2 separate regions of the Mus musculus genome follow, and region 1 is linked to region 2. The links are chromatin contacts, called in public Hi-C maps. All regions are on one chromosome and are shown on one strand. Each heading gives the region's core, a stretch centred on a gene start, on an enhancer-like site or on the middle of the called end of the contact. The rest is flanking DNA. Distances are from core to core; before and after follow the strand shown.

The links. Hi-C and Micro-C count contacts between places; a contact is called where the count stands out from the background.
Region 1: a contact with region 2 is called in a Hi-C map of the N1E-115 cell line, with 7 times the contacts expected there. The contact joins two enhancer-like sites. A contact is called at or near these places in 3 of 484 Hi-C or Micro-C datasets (the N1E-115 cell line, nephron progenitors and stem cell-derived motor neurons).

The regions. Positions count from the first base shown.
Region 1 is chr9:67,337,275-67,342,051 of GRCm38.p6, forward strand. It overlaps Tln2 (talin 2), which reads right to left. Exons shown (of 58, transcript NM_001081242.2): 22 at 4,761-4,777; 23 at 3,008-3,121; 24 at 936-1,049. Among named protein-coding and RNA genes, the nearest start is that of Mir190a, 100 kb to the left of the region's middle. Within about 2 kb of position 1,982, at least 3 of the 459 cell types and tissues checked have an H3K27ac peak or open chromatin away from gene starts, as enhancers often do. A contact at or near this core is called in the N1E-115 cell line, where this site is marked.
Region 2 is chr9:67,460,910-67,465,780 of GRCm38.p6, forward strand. The region is part of intron 1 of Tln2 (talin 2); the gene reads right to left. Among named protein-coding and RNA genes, the nearest start is that of Tln2, 96 kb to the right of the region's middle. Within about 2 kb of position 2,677, at least 40 of the 459 cell types and tissues checked have an H3K27ac peak or open chromatin away from gene starts, as enhancers often do. A contact at or near this core is called in the N1E-115 cell line, where this site is marked.

The DNA.
Region 1 (4,777 bases), core at 732-3,231, 120 kb before region 2:
ACAAAGAAGATGGAGGGCTGGAGACAGGGCAGTGGTAGGTACAGCTATTACTTCTCCTGCTGGGTTCGAGCCCCAAAGGGTTCATATACAATGAATGCAATTCAAAACATTATACACCATAACTAGAATATATTGTTAAAAGAACGATCTTAAGAGTCAGACGTAAAGGAGCTTTGGGATAAAACAGTGTCTTTTGGATATGATAGGACTGTAACACTCAAGAACTCATCATTGACACGGCTGCCTGCACAAGACCGGCACAATATCAAGCCAGTTAGCATTCTAGCGTGGAGTGGAAAGGGGTTCATGAACTCACATCCTTAACTGAAGAACAACTGACAATTAGTAGAGACTTCCTTTTCTTTAAGGGTGTGGCTTGTGGCAGAATTGACCCTCTCTGGTGCATGCTCTCAGAAGTATATACACAACACAAACTAGAGTCAATGGGTTATTAGACTTAAGAAAACAAAGTCTAAGTCAGGGCTAGACAGGTGAGTGAGACTGGTTCTGGAGGGAGATCAGGGAGGAGCGGAAGTGAATATGATCAAATTACATTGCAGGAAATTCTCAATGAAGTATAAAATAATTCTAAGTTCAAGATTTTATATCCACCCAACAAACCAGCTAGTGTATCCCTCTGTGTAACAGAACACAAGAAAGCAGACAAAAACATCCATGTTTTATCTCTGCATAGCGGATCACCCATAGGCAGCATTTGAAAAACTAACCCACCACTACTTGCCTTGATCACTAGCACTTCACTGGGCCAGTGACATATCCCTCCTTTGAAACGTAAAGAGGCCTTGCAGCTGCTCAGACAAGAACTTAGCCAAGGCTGTGGGATCTGCACAGGTAATGCTCTTTCCCTTAAGGACAAAGGACAGACTCTGCCAGCTGCGGGTTCTGCAAAGGACCATGGTGCTGTTCTATGTTACCTGCAGGAAGTTCTGGCTGGAGATGATGAGAGCCAGCTGGGCACTGAGGTCTTCTGCTTGTGCTTGGCTCCCTCTCACGCCCTGCACTAGCTGAGGGATGTGATCAGCCACCGCCTGCAAGGAGCAAGAAAATAGCAACTGAGCATAGGCAGAGAGGGACAGCTAGCAAAGGGGCAGGGAAATGGCCCAAAGTGATGACTGTTGATGCGTGATCCGCTCCCAGGGACACTAGTACCAGAAGCTGGATACGACAGCATACTGAACCCTCTTCTCCTCACCCCTCCCACTTTAACAGTGGTCCTGATGGGCTCAGTCTATTGATAGCCTACTGTTGTCTATAACAAAGCCTTGAAAAAACTTCCCTAGTCAAAACTCACAGGCTCCAGGCCATGAGGACTGAAGGTAAAAAACCAACCAACCAACCTACAATTCACAGTCAGATAAACTGAGTCAGATGGCTGTATGACCTGAAAGAGGATGGGAGAGGTTCAAGAGACAGCATGTTTAAGTGCTCAGACCCCTGACTCTGCAGGTATGGGCCTCACCTTACATGTGGCCATTGCTCCTATTTCTGTCCCAACCAGTTCTTAGCATTGCTCAAATGAGGAAACCCAACAAACGGGGAGAGAGGAGCCACATTTAGCAAAGCAGGACTACTCTATGACAGCCCCATCAGCTTGGGATCTTCCCAATTGCCCTCTGATGGAGCAGGCGTCAGAGGCTGGAGTATCACCAATGGTAAAGGTGCCCAGTGCATTTTAGCCTAGTGTCTACCCTCCACCCTAGCCAAACTGTAAACATATTTTAAAATATCCCAATGGAAATGTGAGCAGGCCCTTTCCAATGCTGATTCCAGAAACTTGGTCCATTTTCCCTCTCAACTTCAGTCTGTCATTTAGATTCTCTCTCATTTCTTGGCAGGGATGTTCAGAGATCTAATACCTTCAGTCTCTTTGGCAAAGAGGAAGAGAAGGCTGGCTGGCTCCACAATAGGTCCCTGGGCATGAGCAGCTTGCAGTCCCTGAGGAAGGGAAAGGCCACTTTCCAGCCTTGCTGGCAACTGAACGGCACAAGAAAGAACTATACTGTCTGAGCAGAGGCCTCACTTTCAGTAAGCTCTTCTCCTTCCACATACCCTAAGCACTAAGGACCACAAATTCCTGGGCATCACAGTCAAATATGAGAGGGGACCTTGGGAAAACCAGAATCAGGCCTAGAGAGCTCTAGACAATCCTCTCCCAGTTGCATGGCCAATTTGTGAAGAATTGGATTCTCCCAGAAGCAAAGCCACGGCTGAAGAGGCAGCTTCCCTTGGTTGACTCAATCTTTTTCAGAGATTTGGAGGAAAGTCAGAACAGGTTAACTGTCGGAACACTGGCACAATCAGACACGCCTGCCACCAGCCTCCACTGCCCACACTCTTAGGAGACTCCAGCAAGATGTCCCATCACGCGCAGGAGACACCTCTGCAAAAGGATTTTATGTCCCAGGACATCAAAAGGGGGGGACATCATCCCAGGTGTCCTGGGAGAGTCACCCCTCTTGGTTGGAAAAGAGAATGTTTGCAGAAAGCTTCCTTTGACACAACACCAATGCCCTGTCCCCCCAAAACAGACAACCAAGCCACAGATAACAGAGTGCACCCAACAGGAGGCTACAGAAGGCAGACAGGACAAAGCAGACTTCAGATGTGGAGAAAGCAGGAAATCAGCCTGCCGTAGTGCATGGAGACTGGACATAACCAGTCTCCCAGAGGGGAAGGTACTCTGGAAAGCCAAATATTCATTTCCATTTCAAAGCTCCAAAAGGCCTCATCGATTCTTTTTATTTAATTAAGTCTCTTAAACAAGATGTGGATAAAGGAAAGATAATGTTGGAAAAGACACTGCTTCCAAATGCAGGCTCCACTTAATGGACAAAAACCAGACATGTGTACACCTGGAACACAGAACCACTGCAAACTAGATTAGGAGCCTGGAAGACCTGTGTTAAGTGAATTACGGGGGCGTGTGGCGGTCTAATGTCATCAGTGATCTGCTGCAGACCTGGCCCTCGGCGCACAGGGAGCCTACCTTGCAGCTCTGGACCAGTTGTTGCTGGGCTGAGGGGTTCTTGTTGGAGATGGCTGCATTCTGGGAGGCTGCGATGGTCTGTGTGGCAGCAGCTGCAGCCTGCTTGGCTGCAACCTGCAGAGGAGAGGGACACAGGTCAGTCCAGGATGGTGCTTGAAAACTCATACATCATGCCTTTCCACTATGGGAGCAGACACTGTCTCTTCGAAGCCACCAACAATCTCAACCTTGTCACCCTTTGCTGTCTTCCTTGCTGTCTGCTTTTGGTAAAAGATGGGCGTGACCTTTTGCTGGTCTCATTCTGGTCACCACAGGTGCTATGAGTGAGCACGATGGCCTTGTCATATCCGGAAGACATTATTTCACAAGCCTCCCCAACCCCTGGCTCTTCTATCTCTCTACCCTGGTGTCCTCCAAATTATGCAAATGATCAAGGTAGTCAACTCTCCAGCAGGAAGCAGGAAGAGGCTCAGGAGGCCCCACATCTAGCTAAGGAGCTGTTGGCCACGGATGGCCAATGGGGAAAGGGAAGTCATTTTTCTTCTCTGTAGATCATTGGAGGGTGCCTATGCTCTCCGGGTAGAGCCTACACCCAAGCACTGGTAGCAGCAGGATTTTGACTCAACAAATTATTATTATTAGAGGAAGGAGGAGGAGGAGGAGAAAGTGGAGAAGGAGGAGGAAGAGGAGAAGGAGGAGGAGGAGCAGGAGGAGGAGGAGGAGGAGGAGGAGGAGGAGGAGGAGGAGGAGGAGGAACAATCACCATTTGGGTAGCTGCCAACAGCATGAAGTTAGGAGAGGGATATAGAGAAGTGGTCCAGGAGTTAGGAGTAGAGTGTGGATATGATCTAAATACATTTATGTATGAAGTTACCAAAGAATAAATGGAAATTTAAAATACAAAAGACAAGAGACAATTGTTAATGCTGAGATGGCATTGGTAAGCAGCAGAGTCTTAATGTTCTAGGGAAAGAAAATGTCCCCCATGAAGCACAGGCTGCCCCTTATGTCAAGCATCAATGGAAGTGTCCGTGATCAATGGAAGTGTCCATGTGTCTCCGCTCACAGCGCCCAGAGGCCTTAGCTCAGATGGGAAAGATGCCCCTGAGGTCATTAATCCAGTTCAGTATTTTGTCTCCTTCTAATAAGGAGACTAATTTTCTTGCAGAGCTTAGTAGGTGGCCATTAAAGGGACTCCTCATTAGACAGCCAGTAGCTCGGCCTTCATCCCTCCACATTTTAGTTTGAAGGTCTCCTATAAACATCCATGTAAAGAAATGTTTTTCTTATGTAGTTTGTGCCTATTATTTTCAACTCTTCACTGGAATATTTTGAGAAGAAATGGCAAAAGTGTTCGTTCTGCCTCCCTTCTCAGTCCCACCCTGCTCCTTAGCTCTGGTCTAAAATCCCACAGAAGCCCACAGAACTCACTGCCTCCCACAGAATGGGAACTTAGCACCACTGGTCCTGCTCAATGTATCCATTAATGCTAAGAAAAAAGGCCCCCAATCTTCCTGCAAAAACACTGCATTCTACTGCTGAATGCGGACCTCTGAACCCAAGCCTTTGGCAGCCCTGAACTGAAGCAAGTTTTCAAATTGTGTGACTTCTGTTAAAGTACCCAAAGGATCCAGCATTGCTGACTTTGATCTGGCACTCTTTATATAGGTATCATCTTGGTGAGTTGGCTTTTCCCCCTAGGTAACCCTCAGCAATCACAAATGGCACCCTAAAAGCTAGCCTGTTTCCTGACCTCCAGCCGGTTGACGA
Region 2 (4,871 bases), core at 1,427-3,926:
TGGTTAGGAATGTTTGCTGCTCCAGCAGATCAGAGTTAGGTTCCAAGCACCCACACCGGGCAGCTACAACCACCTATAACTCCAGCTTCCGGGGGATCTGACACCCTCATCCAGTGGTAGCTGTATGCGCATGTGCATGTACACACACACACACACACACACACACAGAAAAATTAAAATACATAAATTAAAAAATGACAAAAAAATTCCACTGATACTTCTGCAAAAAGATAAACATGAAAAATATTTACATGCAAGACAAAAAGTTGTTGTTCATAATTTACAAACCAATAAGGAAATTAATATCCCCCTTAAGATGAAACAAAGCCAATCATAAATTTTCCCTAAGATGAAGAAATATGATGGAAGTTTACTGGAAAGGAAATATACTAAGTTCTGTGACCCTGAGCAAAGATGAAGCACCTATAATTCACCTAATGCCTGTGATCACTAACGTTAACTAAAGTTAGCTGGGCAGCTCCAACCTCACATCCCAAAGGCAAAGGATGACTCCATCAGGTAGGTAGAATCTTACGAAATTCTTTTAGACTTATTTGATTTCTATCTGCTTGAGTTTTACCTGCATGTACATATGTATGCCAACATGTGTGTGCCTGGTGCCCACTGGAGTCAGAAGGGGGCATCCAATCCCCTGAACTAGAGTTGAGAACAGCTGTAAATCGTCATGTGGGTGCTGGGAACCAAAACCCAGGTCCTTTGCAAGAGCAACAACTGCTCTTGACGGCGGAGCCACCTCTCAGGCCTCACATAACGTCTAATTTAACACTGGAATTTGTAAGGAGACAGATTGCATAAAGAAAAACAAAGGGACCATTAAGTATGCAGGTGAGCCAGCCTACAGTTAAAATATTTTTTATCAATATGCTTAGCCACTACACAGGTTTCTCTTTATTAGGTCATATTTATATATTAAAAGCCCTATTTTTCCATTGAAATTACAAAACGCAAGAATGTATTCCCACAATGGGCCCCTCATGTTCACTTTACATCTAGAAAACAAATGTATTCTTCTCCTTCCTTTATGTTTAAAGGCTTCCAAGTTACATATCGTACAAGCACTCCTATACTATCGTAATTATGAGCCTGGTTAGGAAACCGTAATTCCAGGTAGCTGCACAGATACTTTTAAGTCATATTTCTATTAGCCCCCTTCCTGTCCTCTCAGCTCCCTCTCCCTGGAACAAGCCCGAGGAAGTCAGACAATAGACCAGAGCCAGGATTTTGTTTCAGAGATGAGCTGTCATGGCACTTAGTATCTACGGCTGCAACACACCACTCAGAAAAAGTCACAAGTCACCAAAGCCAGGGAGCCTCCTCAATGCCAAGCGAGTCTCCACAGGGCCCGAGTTGGAGACTGGGCTGGGAGAATGGCTTGAAGGTTCCAGTACTCGGTACAGAGTGTGAAGATCAGCGCTTAGAGTTCCTGACACCCTCCGGAAGGACAGACAGGTGGGCATGGTGGCCTTTCCATAACTGCTGCCTCGGAGGTGTGAGAGGGGAGTGTGAGGGCAAGCTGGATAGCAAGCTCTGGATCTGAGTGAGAAAGAGAGAGAGAGAGAGAGAGAGAGAGAGAGAGAGAGAGAGAGAGAGAGAGAGAGAGAGCAGGCCTCAGTGAGTACAGAGGGAAAGAGGTGAGGATAGATGGCTATCAACCTCGGGCCTTGGGCTGCTTCAGTTGTGTCAATCCAGCGCAAACTGGGTCATCTAGAAAGAGGGACCTCAACTGAGAAAATGTCTCTACCAGACTGGTCCATAAGCATTTTCTTGATTAATGGAGTTGCACTACCCCAAGGCAGGTGGTCCAAGATGATATACAAAGACAAAACAAGCTATCCCCGCAATGAACAAGCCCTACGGCAAGCAGCCCTCCTCCACCTTCTCTGAGTTCTTCCTCCCAGGTTTCTGATGGAGCTTCTGTCCTGCCTTCTCTCAGTGTCAGACTGTGATCATGATGTGGATGCCAAACAAACCCCTCCCCCAAGCTGCTTTGTTCATGGTGTTTTATCACAGAGATGGAAACAAACCGAGGTAAGAAGGGACTTCACATAGCTATGTATATGTGTATGTACACACATACATGCAAAAACATACATGCACACACAAGCAATAACATGTCATATATCCTAAATATCTATCTCTCTGTCTCTCTCTGTCTCTTTCTCTGTCTCTCTCTATGTCTCTCTCTGTGTCTGTCTCTGTGTCTGTCTCTCTGTGTCTCTGTGTGTGTCTCTCTCTGTGTCTGTCTGTCTCTCTCTCTCTTTGTCTGTCTCTGTCTCTCTCTCCCCCTGTCCCGCCTCAGTCTCTGTCTCTCTCAGTGTCTGTCTGTCTGTCTGTCTGTCTGTCTGTCTCTCTCTCTCACACACACACACACACACACACACACAAAAGAAAAAAAACAAGATTTGTGAAATTCAACATTACACTGAGGGAAGGCATAGTGGCTAAGAGGAAGAAATTTGATCTTGGACAGTAATTTACTAGTCATTTGCCCTCAATGTGCTTTAAACTCTTCGGGCCTAAATTTCCTGCTTTGTAATAAAGCCACTGGGGAAGGGGCCAGGCTCAGGGTGAACACACAGCTAACACAACCAGCGAAGTCCAGCCGTCACTATAGAGCTTATCTGAGCCACAGGCTCTTGAAGCAGAGATAGAATCAGCTTGTGGCAGAGACTCATTGCTCACTGTCTGATCTTAACAGGTCCCCAGAGAACGCTGACACAGAACAGGCCTCCTGCGGGCACAGCTATCTGTTTAAAATGCTTGGTGGGGTTTTTGTGGTGCTAGAGATGGAATCCAGGGCCCTGACTATGCCAGGCAAGCCCTTTCTATCACCAAACCACATGTCTCGTCCTAAAATCCTTCTTGTTAAACCTGAATTACTCAAGGAATTAGAAGACCACGGGCTTCCAAAGAGCACTCTATCTTCTGATCGAGTCACTTGGCAGCTCCTTGGGTACTGCTGTCTAGAGATAGCATAAAGCACTGGTTGATGCAATCAGAAGTCAACAAAAGTTACTACCAAAACCTTCTCATTCACCAGAGGAAGGGCGCTGTCAGCCCGGGCTGTTTCGCCTTATAAAGCTCCCCATTTGATGCTGAAAATTTGACAATTCCTGAAATTACCAGACCTAACATGACTGGATTTTCTAGATTCTCCTCTATTCCATCCTCACCCCTGATTCAGAGACAGCCCGACTGCAGGCCCAGGAGATGAGCAAGCTCCTCACACACCATGTGGCACAGGACCTCCCTGCTTCTTCTGAGCCTAGAAGGGATCTTCATTCTGCCACATGGTCCTGGATTCTCCTCAGAGACTCCATACCCCTGTAGTGTGTCTGCCTATCTAAGGCATTAGTGATGCAAGTATTTTGTGGCCCCAAACTAGAGTATTCAGACATTAAGACTAAGCCACGAGTGAAAAGCAAAGCGCATTCCTGTCTTTCAAAGTCAGAAAATCTAAGAAGAAACAAGACAGAGTTCTCTGACAGCCACACACAGCAATGGCCAGAATCAAAGGGAGAGAAGAAGAAACATTTTGCAACTGAAACTCTCCCAACATTTCCCAATGTCTATCCCTTGCCATGTCTGTTCTGTTCTTCTGCAGAAATCTAAAGAATGCTTTCATTCAAAGAGCGTCTCCGTGAGTACAGCCCCACTCTGCTAGGTTGGAAGATATCTGACTCCTCAGAGAGAGGCCATTTCTCTGCTCCTGGCTTCCTGAACTAACCTGCCAGCTAGAAGCTGGGTGCTGGTCTGAGTCAAAAGAATCTCAATGAAGAGCTGCCAGCAGCAGCAACACTCAAGACATTCCAAGGAGACTAGAAAGAAGGCTACTTTGTCCTCTGCAAGACAAAGGGCAAAGTGAGACCCAAAAGAAAGACTTTAGGACATCTTGTATATTCTTCTACAGATAGTATTCCCCAAGCCCACCCCCTTACCCTCAAAACCATGCAGGGCTGGAGAGAAGGTTTCTTGATTAAAAGCACTTGATACTCTTTATTATTATTATTATTATTATTATTATTATTATTATTATTATTATTAAATATTTTCTTTATTTACATTTCAAATGTTGTCCCCTTTCCTAGTTTCCCTCCAAAAATCCCCTATCCCCTTCCCCCCTCCCCACCCACTCCCGCTTCTTGGCTCAGGCATTCCCCTATACTGGGGCATAGAACAACTCAGTTTAGTTCAGGCCTGAGTTCAGTTCCCAGCATCCACATGGAGTGCCTCACAGTTCTGGGGAATCTACCCTCCCCTGGTCATAATATGTAGACACAGTACACATACAGACACAGAGATAAGCACTTTCACAAAAAAATAAAATCTTAAAAATAAAAAGTATTGCATTAACAAAAGTTTCTTCATTGAATGTGGGAAACGCTGGCTTAACAAAAATTAAAAGGAGTTTTCTACCACAGAAACATTTTAGATGCTTTAATATGCTGTTATTAGGACTAAATGAGTCCAACAATTACACAGGCACAGATAACTTTATTTTTGTGGTCTACATCTTAGGACAAATGTCCCATATACTACTTTGGAAAATGTTTTAATTAGTTATTTTATGCAAATGATTATTAAAGACATACTTTGCATTAATTAAATGACTAAAAACAATCCTGTAAATGTTCAGTTAATGGTGCAAAGGATGTGAATGCAAAGTGGGGTAAAGTGTGTCTTTATGCAGAGGCCACGTGAGAGGCTGCAATCCTTCTGTTTTGTTGTATTTCCTCTTTATGGGCTTTCCAGATCAAAAATGTGAGCGGGGTTAGGAAGTCTTTATTGTTCTAGAATTCACTCTCCCCTCTAAAACTTTTAAAATACTTAAATGCCAATTCCTAGTATGT